Linked DNA regions of Sus scrofa: region 1 is linked to region 2. The links are chromatin contacts, called in public Hi-C maps. All regions are on one chromosome and are shown on one strand. Each heading gives the region's core, a stretch centred on a gene start, on an enhancer-like site or on the middle of the called end of the contact. The rest is flanking DNA. Distances are from core to core; before and after follow the strand shown.

What was found. A called contact is a pair of places that touch in the nucleus more often than the background predicts.
Region 1: a contact with region 2 is called in a Hi-C map of fetal liver, with 2.4 times the contacts expected there. The contact joins the promoter of TMEM131L here to the enhancer-like site in region 2. A contact is called at or near these places in 1 of 5 promoter capture datasets (fetal liver), 5 of 47 Hi-C or Micro-C datasets (blood, embryonic fibroblasts, epiblast stem cells and 2 more) and 2 of 2 datasets of contacts at active chromatin or transcription factors (alveolar macrophages and skeletal muscle).

The regions. Positions count from the first base shown.
Region 1 is chr8:75,642,929-75,648,534 of Sscrofa11.1, forward strand. TMEM131L (transmembrane protein 131-like) reads right to left here and starts at 1,941. Exons shown (of 35, transcript XM_021101486.1): 1 at 1,733-1,941; 2 at 1,002-1,072. The coding sequence starts at 1,856. It overlaps LOC102159783, which reads left to right and starts at 1,079. Exons shown (of 3, transcript XM_021101487.1): 1 at 1,079-1,588. The coding sequence starts at 1,221.
Region 2 is chr8:75,580,606-75,586,046 of Sscrofa11.1, forward strand. All of the region lies in intron 3 of TMEM131L (transmembrane protein 131-like), which reads right to left. Among named protein-coding and RNA genes, the nearest start is that of TMEM131L, 62 kb to the right of the region's middle. Within about 2 kb of position 1,811, at least 25 of the 83 cell types and tissues checked have an H3K27ac peak or open chromatin away from gene starts, as enhancers often do. A contact at or near this core is called in alveolar macrophages, fetal liver and liver, where this site is marked.

The DNA.
Region 1 (5,606 bases), core at 691-3,190, 62 kb after region 2:
TTGTTATTCATTAGCCCCGGTTAAAATGAATATTCCAAATATCTCAAAAGCAGCACTCCAAATGCTTCGCATTGGAGGGAGAACACTGAAATGTAAAACTGCACCGCCTCCCAGGGAAGTTATAGTTAGACATCCTGTTTTCTAAACAGCCACATGAGATAACATAGAATTAAGTGCTGCCACCAATGCGAGAAGTAACGAACATCTTAAAAGTTACGGGACACAAGCTGGGACCATTCCCTTACAATACAAACCACTCCCCCTCATGCATTTGGGGTCACTGCTGAAAAAGTCAACAATATCATATTTAAACGTGCACATCTTCCTCCTAAAAGTTCAACCTTAAACACAAAAGCTCTAGAGCACTCTATTGCAGCGGTAAACCCTGGAGAATGCCAGAATCCCAACAAACTGTTAGTAATGATTTTCCCACATGCAATCATTAGATCACATAAGGGGGAAAAACTCGAAACCTGAAATTCAAGTTCTTAACAAGAGGGAGTATTCTAACACGAATTAAAGGCACTTGGAAAAAGCCCAGGATTACAACCCTTTAAAGTCACATCTTCATCCCACAGCTACTGAACGCCCAAGGCAAGGAGCACGCACTAACATTTCTGAGACAAATATTCCATATTCCTGGTCCTCGGGCACAACAGAACGGCACACGGAGAGATCTCGGGCGCGGGGCCCTCGCCCACCTCGGACCAAAGGCGGCGGAGGGGCCCCCGCCCTTCCCTCCGCACCGCCGCGGCTGGAAGCGGCCCTGCTGAGGTGGCCTCGGCTCCCACCTCCTGAACTTGGGGCCGGCGTGACTCACGCCCTGTCACATGGCGCAGGAGGAGGCTGGGCCGGCCACCGCTGCCAGGTGTTCGGGCTCGGCCCGACAGTTTATTTGCCTGGCAAAGTGGCCCGAGCGCCGGTGCCGCTGGGGGGGCCGGCGGCCCCCGGGCCTCTCCTCCCTCGCTCCCCCGAGCCGCCCTGTCACCTGGCGTCCTCACCTGAGTGGGCAGCAGGAGTTCCCCTTCCTCTGCCTGCCACAGCTCCACCACGTTCGGCAAGGGCTCGATCGCTGCACCAACACCAAAAAACACACCGCGTTTTTAAGGCACGGAAAAGAAACGCTTCCTGTTTCCCGATCGTCCACCCCTGCACCCGCCGCACCCAAACAAGCCTCCCTTCCCCTCCAGAAGCGGAGGCCACCCGAGGAGCAGCACACAATGGAGCGGGTGCAAGTCGGCGGCCCCTTGGACGGAGAGGCTAGGACGTGCGGGGTCGGGGGCTCTGGAGCCAGGGGAAGCCACCCCGGGGGACCCCCGCACTCCGGCAGAAGCTGGGGCTGGCGTGCGGGACGCCGCCCGGGCGGTCAGGCTTGGGGAACAAAGCTGCAGGAAGCCGGGCCGCGGCTGGGCCCCGGCGCGCGCCACACAAAGCGGGGACTGCGCCCGGAGCACCCGGGGCCCGCGCACAAAGGCTCCGGGGCGCGCGCGGCTAGCGGTCTGCGACGCGGTCCCGGAGCCCCGCGACTTCCCGGCTTCCAGGAGGCGGGGGCGGAGGGCGCGGGAGAGGACGCCGCAGTGAGCAAAAGGTACCGGCCCGGAATTGCAACCGCTTTCCTGCCTCCTTTGCCGTCCCTCCCCTCGCCCTCGTAATAGACTTCAGCAGTTCCCCCAAAAGAAAGAGGAGGGGGGCGGGGTGGATAGGGAAGCCAGCGGAGCGGCGCCAGGCTGACCTTGTCCCTGAGCCCCTCCCGGGCGACAGCAGGGCAGAAGGACCTGGAAGACGCCCAGCAGGAGATTCACGGCCGCGGCGGTGCGGCAGTAGCAGCCGGGCTGCGGGCGTCGGAGCCCCGCCATGCTGCTGCTCGCGCTCCTCTCGGCTGCTCGCCGCGCTCGCCGCTCGCTCGCTGGCGCCGGGGCCGCCTCGCCCCGGGCCCGCCCCCGCGCCGCCCGCCCCGCCCGCCCCGCCCCGCCCCCTCGCCCCGCCCCGCGCCGCGCCGCGCCGCCCGCCCGCCCCGCGCCGTGCTGTGCAGCCGCCGTCGCGGCAGCAGCAGCTGCAGCCCAGCCTCTCCGGCGCGCTGCTGCTCCGCGCGTGTGCGCCATAGATAGGGAGGGACGGAACGCGGCGGGGCGCGGGGAACGTGGACAATGCGAACGCCGCGGCTGCTGCCCCGCCCGGCGAGGAGCACATGGCTGCGGGCCCGCCCCGCAGCGTCCGACGACCGCCCCCCTGCCCCGAGGCTGTGACTGGGGCTCTGCGAGCTGGCGGGAGGGGCTCCCCGGCCACTATCGCCCAGAACTTTGGGGTGGTTTCCGCTTTGTTTGCGCACACGGGCAGCGAGCGGGTTATTGCCCACGGGGATGGGAGCGGCGGGAGGTGGTGGGAGAGAGGAGTCGCCCAGCGAGACGCCCTAGACAGGATATTAGTGGAAATAATGCAGTGGTTGTCAGGAAAGGCGAGTGCAGCCACATGGCTACTGCCAGGTCTGCAGCGAGGATATCCGGTGGCTGCAAGGTCTGTAATTTAGAATAAAAAGAGCTCTCCCAAGACCCGAAAGGCTGACCTCAGCGCCGCGTGGCGGTGGTGCGCTCGGCACCCTCCGTGGAGACTGTCCAGTTTGTGACAGGTGGGGAAGCCTCTTCGAGGAAGTTTGTAGCTTAAAAGGTCCTGCATCTACTTCCCTTCGGATTCCTGTTGCAGAATTTAGCCAGCTTCTGAAACCTGGTTAAGGTAGAGGACTTGGCCAGTTGCCTGTCTGTAACATTAACAGGGTACTATAGGTGATACTTGGAAATGTGTTTTCTAACCCTTTTTGTTTGTTTGTTTGCTTGATCCCTGTAACCAAAAAGTACATCGAAGGTCTGAGATCTCTTTTAAGTTAATTTCATGCCTTTGCCAGCGGTATCAAGAGCAAGGGTTTATTCAGGAATCTCTTTACACAACCTGAAAGTATTGGCAATCTTAAGATATCTTTTGTTAACTTGCTGCTTCCAGAGGAGCTTGTATGGAATTCAGAGAATATGAACAGTGTACAAAAAGAAGGGAAGGGACCAGAGCACACCTGTCTGCTTACATTGAACCTCTATTTAATTGCTTCTGGTGCCTTCCAGTCTAGACAATGGAAAAGCCTTGGTCCAATAGCAGGACGGATGCAAAGAAGGACTAAATCAATGGTGAATTCTCCCTCCCTCTCAAGAACATAATACAGTGCTATGAACCCGGTCTCACACTGTCTGGGTATAACACTAAACAAGGCTAAATAGCCTAATTGCTTGGCTGAAACTTCAGTTTAAGCTTGTAAATATCCAACTCCAACACCTCCAGTATTCTCTTTGTCCCTTGCCTTTTTTCTGTGTTGCCTGCCAGCATCTACCTGTCCTTAGTAAGGATCTCCATTCTCATTCCACTACAGCCCTTTTTTTCTCATTTCATTGTTGTAGGTGTGCATTTGCCCCTTGGGCTTTGAAGGTTCTACTCTGTTAACAGGGCCTTCTATGACAAAGATACTTCTACAGCCCACTAAGGTAGTAACCATGCCTTCCAAGTTTGTTTTTACATGAAAGTTCTCTTATTGGAAAGTTCTCTCATTAGCCTATTTATTTCCAATATATATTCTTTTCTCATCTTTTTTTTTAGGGCCGCACCCATGGCATATGGAGGTTCCCAGGCTAGGGGTCAAATTGCAGCTGCAGCCACCAGCCTACTCCACAGCCACAGCAACACGGGATCCAAGCCACATCTGCAACCTACACCACAGGTCACGGCAACCTTGGATCCTTAACCTACTGAGTAAGGTCAGGGATCGAATCTGCGTCCTCATAGATCCTACTCAGGTTCGTTAGCCACTGAGCCATGATGGGAACTCCTTCCAATATGTATTTTAAAGTCCTCTTATGACTGCCTTACTTAGAAAGGAAAGCAAACAAACATTGACAGCCTTACAGACTCTATTAAATAGATTTAATAAAAGTCACAGTAGAAAACTTTTTTTTTACTATTTTTTAAACTATTTTACTTTTTATTAAAAGTCTTTATCACTCTAACCAGTATACCAGAATCAATGGAAAATGCCTTAAAAGATAGAAAAAAAAAAAAACTGGCTATGGACCACATATAAATACAGCTCTAGGAGTTCCCATTGTGGAGCAGTGGTTAATGAATCCGACAAGGAACCATGAGGTTGCGGGTTCGATCCCTGGCCTTGCTCAGTGGGTTAACGATCTGGTGTTGCCTTGAGCTGTGGCGTAGGTTGCAGACATGGCTCAGATCCCGCATTGCTGTGGCTCTGGCGTAGGCGGGTGGCTACAGCTCCGATTTGACCCCTAGCCTGGGAACCTCCATATGCCGCGAGAGCAGCCCAAGAAATGGCAAAAAGACAAAAAAAAAAAAAAAAAAAAAAAGCTCTATTTTGTTCTTCTGAACCTTTTTAAAGGCCAACTTAATTGTTCAAGTTGTGGTCTTGTGGACTTTACAAAGCTGGTAATGCTAGTTCACTGTTGTTCAAAAAGCCAGAAGCATGTATCTGCAGTGCCATGGGGCTGGAGAGGGATATGGGATTACACAGCTGTCTTCTTAGATAAATCTGACCTACTTAGCCTTCTCTGGAGGTATTTTTCTTGCTGACTCATGAACAACAGGAAAGTTATGGCCCATTAAGTAGCATCCATGTTTTGAAGTCACCTTCTTCTCCAAAGAAGACTCCTGTGTCACTTGTGGTATATTTTCATTATTCTCCTGTAGATAATAGATAGTCTACTAGAGCTGGAAAAACTTTGGCTATTAAATAATATCCTAGCTGCCTCTTTTTACAGAAGAAACTGAAGCCGAGAAAGGATGAGAAATAGCCAAGTTATAGTGAAGCATGTTCGAATAATGTTAATTGGCAAAAATTGAAGGTAAACGTGAATTGACTGGATATGCAGATTATATACAGAAGATTAAACCGTGGAAGAGACACCGAGATATTTTAGTAGAGGAGATCAGTTTTAAATTAGATCCATATCAGTTTAAATGTTTTTTTAAACCACACCTAAAATGGACTCAATCTACACTTCTTTTTTTTTTTTTTTTTAATCTTTTGGCCACACCCTTGGCATATGGAACTTCCTAGGCCAGGAATTGAATCTGCGCCACAGCTGTGGCAATGCTGGATCCTTTAACCCACTGTACTCAAAAGGGGGATCAAATCCATGCCTCCCCAGTGACCTGAGCCGGATTCTTAACACACTGCACCTCAGGCCAGAACTACACTTATTTTAAACATGCAAGATGTTGACCATGCTTTTTACCCTTACTTATTTTACCCTTGTTCTTTTTGTCTTCATGAGTACAGATGAAAACCAAGCAAGTTTGTAAATGTCCTTCATAAAATTGACAAGGAAGGCTCAAGCCCAATCTCTAATCCAGAGAAGATTCAACAAGGTGATTATGAAGATAAGATGAGATACTGGTAGAGTAGGCTGTACAGTATCAATAAATGCAATAACAGTATTACCATATAGTCAAATTATGGGAAAGTGCCAGACTTCCATGAATATGGTAAACCCAATACTGATGTTGAGTTACTTGTATTATCTGTTCATTGCCATTCACTGTCATCTCTTATC
Region 2 (5,441 bases), core at 561-3,060:
CTGCGACCTACACCACAGCTCACAGCAATGCCGGATCCTTAATGCACCGAGCAAGGCCAGGGGATCGAACCCACAACCTCATGGTTCCTAGTCGGATTCGTTAACCACTGAGCCATGACGGGAACTCCTAAGCATTTCCTCTCTTTTAAAAAGAATCACTCATGGGCACCCAACTCACAAAATCAAGAAATTATTTAGGAAAAAAAAAAGTTCCCATCATGGAAACGAATCCGACTAGTATTCATGAGGACGTAGGTTCGATCCCTGGCTTTGCTCAGTGGGTTAAGGATCTGGCATTGCCATGAGCTGTGGTGTAGGTCGTAGCTGCATCTCAGATTTGAGCACTGGCCTGGGAATTTCCGTATGTCACAGGTGTAGCCAAAGAAAGGGGAAAAAAAAATACACACAAATACCACCTTCACTGGAAAATTTTAATAATCACATTATCAAGATCTGCCCAGGAGTTTCCCTGTGGTGCAGCAGCTTAAGAATCTGGCATTGTCACTACAGCCGCTAAGACTGCTGCTGTGGCGAGGGTTTGATCCCTGGCCCAGGCACTTCCAAAAATTAAAAAAAAAGATCTGCCCAAATTCAACCAGCATATTTTACATGGTATTTTCTGGACTATATGTCTACCATAGCATGAGAGGCTACAAATGTATAAAAGCCCCTGAGCACAAACAGGAAGCTGGAGTGGCAGAGACCTAAGAAAAAAGAACAGTGGGGGGGGGGGAGGAGGCAAGAATTTTAGATGCTGTAAATAGAACATCTGACACCAATACGAACCATGAACTACTCAGATCTGAAATAATGACAGTGGTTCTTAAAGCAGGCGTGAGGTCTCGTGACATGAACATATGGTAACATCTTGTGTAACAGCCCAGAGTCCATTTCTGCAATCAGATCTTACTTAATTCCATACACTGTATGACTTCGAAACATGAGCATATGTCAAATCTGAAAACTCTGCCACAGTGACGTGGATGGGGGGGGGGGGAAGAGGAGGGAGATCTTTCCAGCAAATGGAATCGACCCTAACCCTAGGGGCTGGCCAGAGAGCTCGCCACAGTGTGAGACAAGACCTGTGTGTGCATCTCTGAATTTGTCTCCTCCTCTGAGTAAAACTGGTTTGGTGTCACATTTGTACCTGCATTAAGGTTTTCCCCGCTGAGGATCAGTCTTCTCACTGGTTTGTCACCTCTTTCAACCCATGCCCCTCCAAAGCAAATAAGGAGTCTGTTTTCCGAATAAGGAGCCCACACAAATCTCTCCCTTGACACGCTCCTTGGTGAAGTGGAAAGAGACGATGAACAGAGAGCGCTCTCTTCAAGGTGTGCCAAGAGCAGGAAGAGGCACACCTGTGAGTTCGCTAATTTAAGTGGAAATCTTACTTACACTTCTTCTGTAAAAGGATTCCACCCCATCCACTACGCTTCAGAAGCAGGCTGTAAGCGACTTCCTTACGTACAAAACTCAAAGCAATCAACTGCTTCTCTGACAACCAAGTACAACAATTCAATGTGCAACCGAACATGTCCACCTCGTGCAGGTGAGAGTCAAGTTCATGGACACCGAAGTCAGTGTAGTGGTGTAGTGACTCGTGTGCACCGAGATAAAATAAATCACACAATATCCCGTAAATGACCAACACGCACAGAACCCACAACTGATGAGGGCTCTGCGGAGCCCTCTGGAAAGTTCTTCCTCACCTCCCCGGGGCTACAAGGCTCTGGGGCTGCGCTAAATTCAACACTGTCCTTCAGGAAGGAAGCCGAACAAACGGCAGGGCCTCACGTGACCTGCAACACACTTGCCAGATAAGAAACCACGCTGAGGTGCTGATGAGAAGTTTCTCAAGTTTCAGCCTCTCCTCTATCTTGAACCCACACTGGCTCCCCCACCCCACTGACCAAGCCCATTTCTCCCCGGGCTCTATTAGTCCTGCAAACTCTAAACCCAGACGTGTTGTAACTCCCTTGCTTACTGTACAGCAACTTTGATCCACTTTACGAGACAGGCCCAGAGGGGGGCCTCCCAGAGACAAGAGGAGTAAAGCAACTCTACTCCAATGTAAAATACAATTGAAATTAAATTGAAAAAAATAAAACTGGTAACTAATTTAAATTAAAAAAAAAAAAAAAAGAACACGGGAGGAAATGGAAACAAGAAAGGGATTTCCTGATGTCACCAAGTCAGCCTTTCCATCCTCTACCTGCTTTTAAACTGACTCTTGTTCTGTTTTTAATGGTTTTGTTGTTTTTCAAACTAGAGGCTCCCCCTACGTTTTCACAGGTGGCTGGTTGATCAGCATTACTGCAACTCTATGTTTAAAAGCAGTCCTTCCTTTTTCAATATTTTAAAACTCGCCACATAGTTTGCTCCAGTCACTGGGAAAGGACCCACTAAATATAAAACTTCATTTTTCAACCCACGTAAATCTACCTACGCCAAGTGCTAGGAGCTCAAGCACAGCCTTATTCTCTGCTCTGTTTTCACATCCGAGGTTCTCCCTATCAATAAATTTCCATTTTTACAACTAAATAACCCACTCTTTGAAGAAGCAAGCTGTATCCTGTTTTATATTCTCCAATGTCAAAATCTGAAAGTCAGCTGAGACAATGCTATTTCACCCCCAGTTGTAAAAATCCATAGGTATTCAGGCTGCTGTCCACATCACAGAGACAGAACCCGTGGTAAGGGCCTGTCCAGGGCATGGCAGGCAGTGGCCTGCTGTGTGCCAAGGAAATTCAGAACAGACCAGGAAAGAGCAGCTGCCTACACAGCTGGTAGAGCTGACATTCCAAACACACAGGACCAGAAATCAAAGAAGCCTCTTAAACGTGGAACCAAAAAGATGAAACTAAAGAAAAACAAACATAAGGTGGTCCACTAAGGCAGGAAAAGCTCACACATGGACACAGCGGGATGTCCATCAGTGCCTGGACAGCGTGCCAGTCACACACACACAGTGGGGTCTTCAAAGGGAGGCATCCTTATACAGAGACAGTTTCCATTTCTCCCTACAGCTCAGCCCTAGATATCAGACCATATCGCCAACCACATCTTTCCACAGGAATGACGTTAACATTATAAAATCAAAGGGTTATATCCCAGCAAAAGGCACCAATAAATAGTAAGGACGACGTGGCACAAAACCTATGGCATAGATACCATCCCTCTAAGTAATTAATACACAGTGATAAAAATCAGAGTCCCCATTGTTAAGAACCCGAATAGTATCCATGAGGTTGAGGGTTCGATCCCTGGCCTCGCTCAGTGGGTTAAGGATCCACTGAGTGTTGCCATGAGCTGTGGTGTAGGTCACAGGCTTGGATCTGGCGTTGCTGTGGCTGTGGTGTAGGTGGCAGCTGCAGCTCGGATTCAACCCCTGGCCCAGGAACTACCATATGCCACAGGTGCACCAGTAAAAAGGGGGAAAAAAGTGACAAGAATCAAACCATAAAATTGAAATCTTGTATTAGAAGTGACCTTGTAGATCACAGGGTCTAAGTCTCTCCTTCGCCCCGTCCGGGAAATGGGAACCCAGAGGACCACTTGCCCACGTCAGGGATCTAGTTAGAAGCCAACTGAGGAACAAAGCCAGGGCTCCTGCCACCCAGGCATGCGCTCCTAGACAAGCTTTCCTTCTTTACAAAAGTCCCTGAAAACAGACAAAAAGCATATTATATTATTATTTATTGTTCTTACATACAGTTTCCAAAACAGCACGTGAATAAAAATGTTAACTCCCATAGAATAGTTTATCTGCCAACAATGTCAGTCATGAGGAATTCTGTATCTGTGTGCTTGTTATTAGCTACCATTTTTAAAATTTTATTATATATATAGTTGGTTTACAATGCTCTGACAATTTCTGCTGCACAGAAAAGTGACCCAGTCATGTACGGACATGTATATGTATGTGATACATGTATACGTATAAGAATGTGTGTGTGTGTATGTGTGTGTGTGTACACACATATACACACACACACATTCTTTTTCTCACATTATTCTCCATCACATCTCATCCATTTTTCTTTCTGGCATTTTTTTGGCTGCACCCAAGGTATGTGGAAGTTTCTGGGCCAGGGATCGAACCTGCACTATAGCAGTAACCTCGGCCGCTGCAGTGACAAGGCCAGATCCTTAACCTGCTGTGTCACAGGGGAATTTCCCTTTTGGGCATTTTAAAAATCTACAAAGCACCGGGAGAAGACCTGGGCTGCCTGCCGGGAGTGGCCAAGACTTTTGGCCATCCTCTCCTTCCAGTCAGAAGCTCAGCCTCCCTGGCTGCCAGGACCTGCCTGTGACCCAAGGCAGGTCCATCAGAGCCTGTCCCCAGGCCACAGCACCAGAAGGGAATTCTCAGTGTGAGCAGCTTTGAGAAAGCCAACATCGAGCAGCCAGTGACCAGACAGCCCACAAGACTTCCCGTGGGAGAGACAGAAAAAGTCAACAGAAGTGAAACGGGATCAAGAGAAAGACAGCCCCCGCCCCCTCAAGTGAGATACGAGGAGACTGGGGAGGTACCTGTCCTATCCTGGAGGCTGGGTTCTCAATCGCCTAATCTTGCCGGACACACGGTGACTCGTGCAAGGAGAGAGGGAGTGAGCACCCTGCCACGAAGCAAGGGCAGGGCTGATAGTCCTTCTAATTGGCTGGGACCCTGGCTATCGCCCTGAGCACGGGTCAAAAACAAAACTTCCCGAAGAATCTCCGACTGCTGGGGGAAAGGGTGATAGCTTCTCTTCTGGGTGTGGCCCACGTGTGGATGCTAATTTTAATTTAAACACTAACTGCGAGCCTCCCCCCCCCACATCCTATCAATCACAATAGGCTAATAATCACAGGGAAATGCAACCATCACTGAGGTAAGCGCCCTTCTGCCTGCTCTCTTAGGACTGCTCTACCCTTCCAAGCAGGCAGCCAACCAACTCTGTAAAGGTCAGCCTCTGTGTTTCTAATCCCCAGTTCCTCTTCCTCCAAGATCTTCTTTTTACCCCAAGCCTTACCTTCGGGCTTGCATCAGATCTGGTTTCCTCCTACACAACTCCTAATGCTTCCCTTCAAATGCTGAACTTATTACCACTGTGCCTCTCTCCCTGTTCCATCCCATTCCTCAGACAACTTCCGGCCCTGAGAACACTGCCAACCTCAGGTCCTCTAGAAGGAATCCCATGCAACAGACAGCAATGGAGACAAGTGTCAGGAAATCCCTAAATGTCCCAAAGATGTTTTACTTAACCACATAATTCTGGGAGGTTTTTTGGTTTTATTTTGTCTTTCTAGGGCTACACCTGTGGCAAATGGAAGTTCCCAAGCTAGGGGTTGAATTGGAGCTACCGCTGCTGGCCAACACTACAGCCACAGCAACACCAGGTCCGAGCTGCATCTACACCACAGGTCATGGCACACCAGATCCTTACACTGAGCAAAGC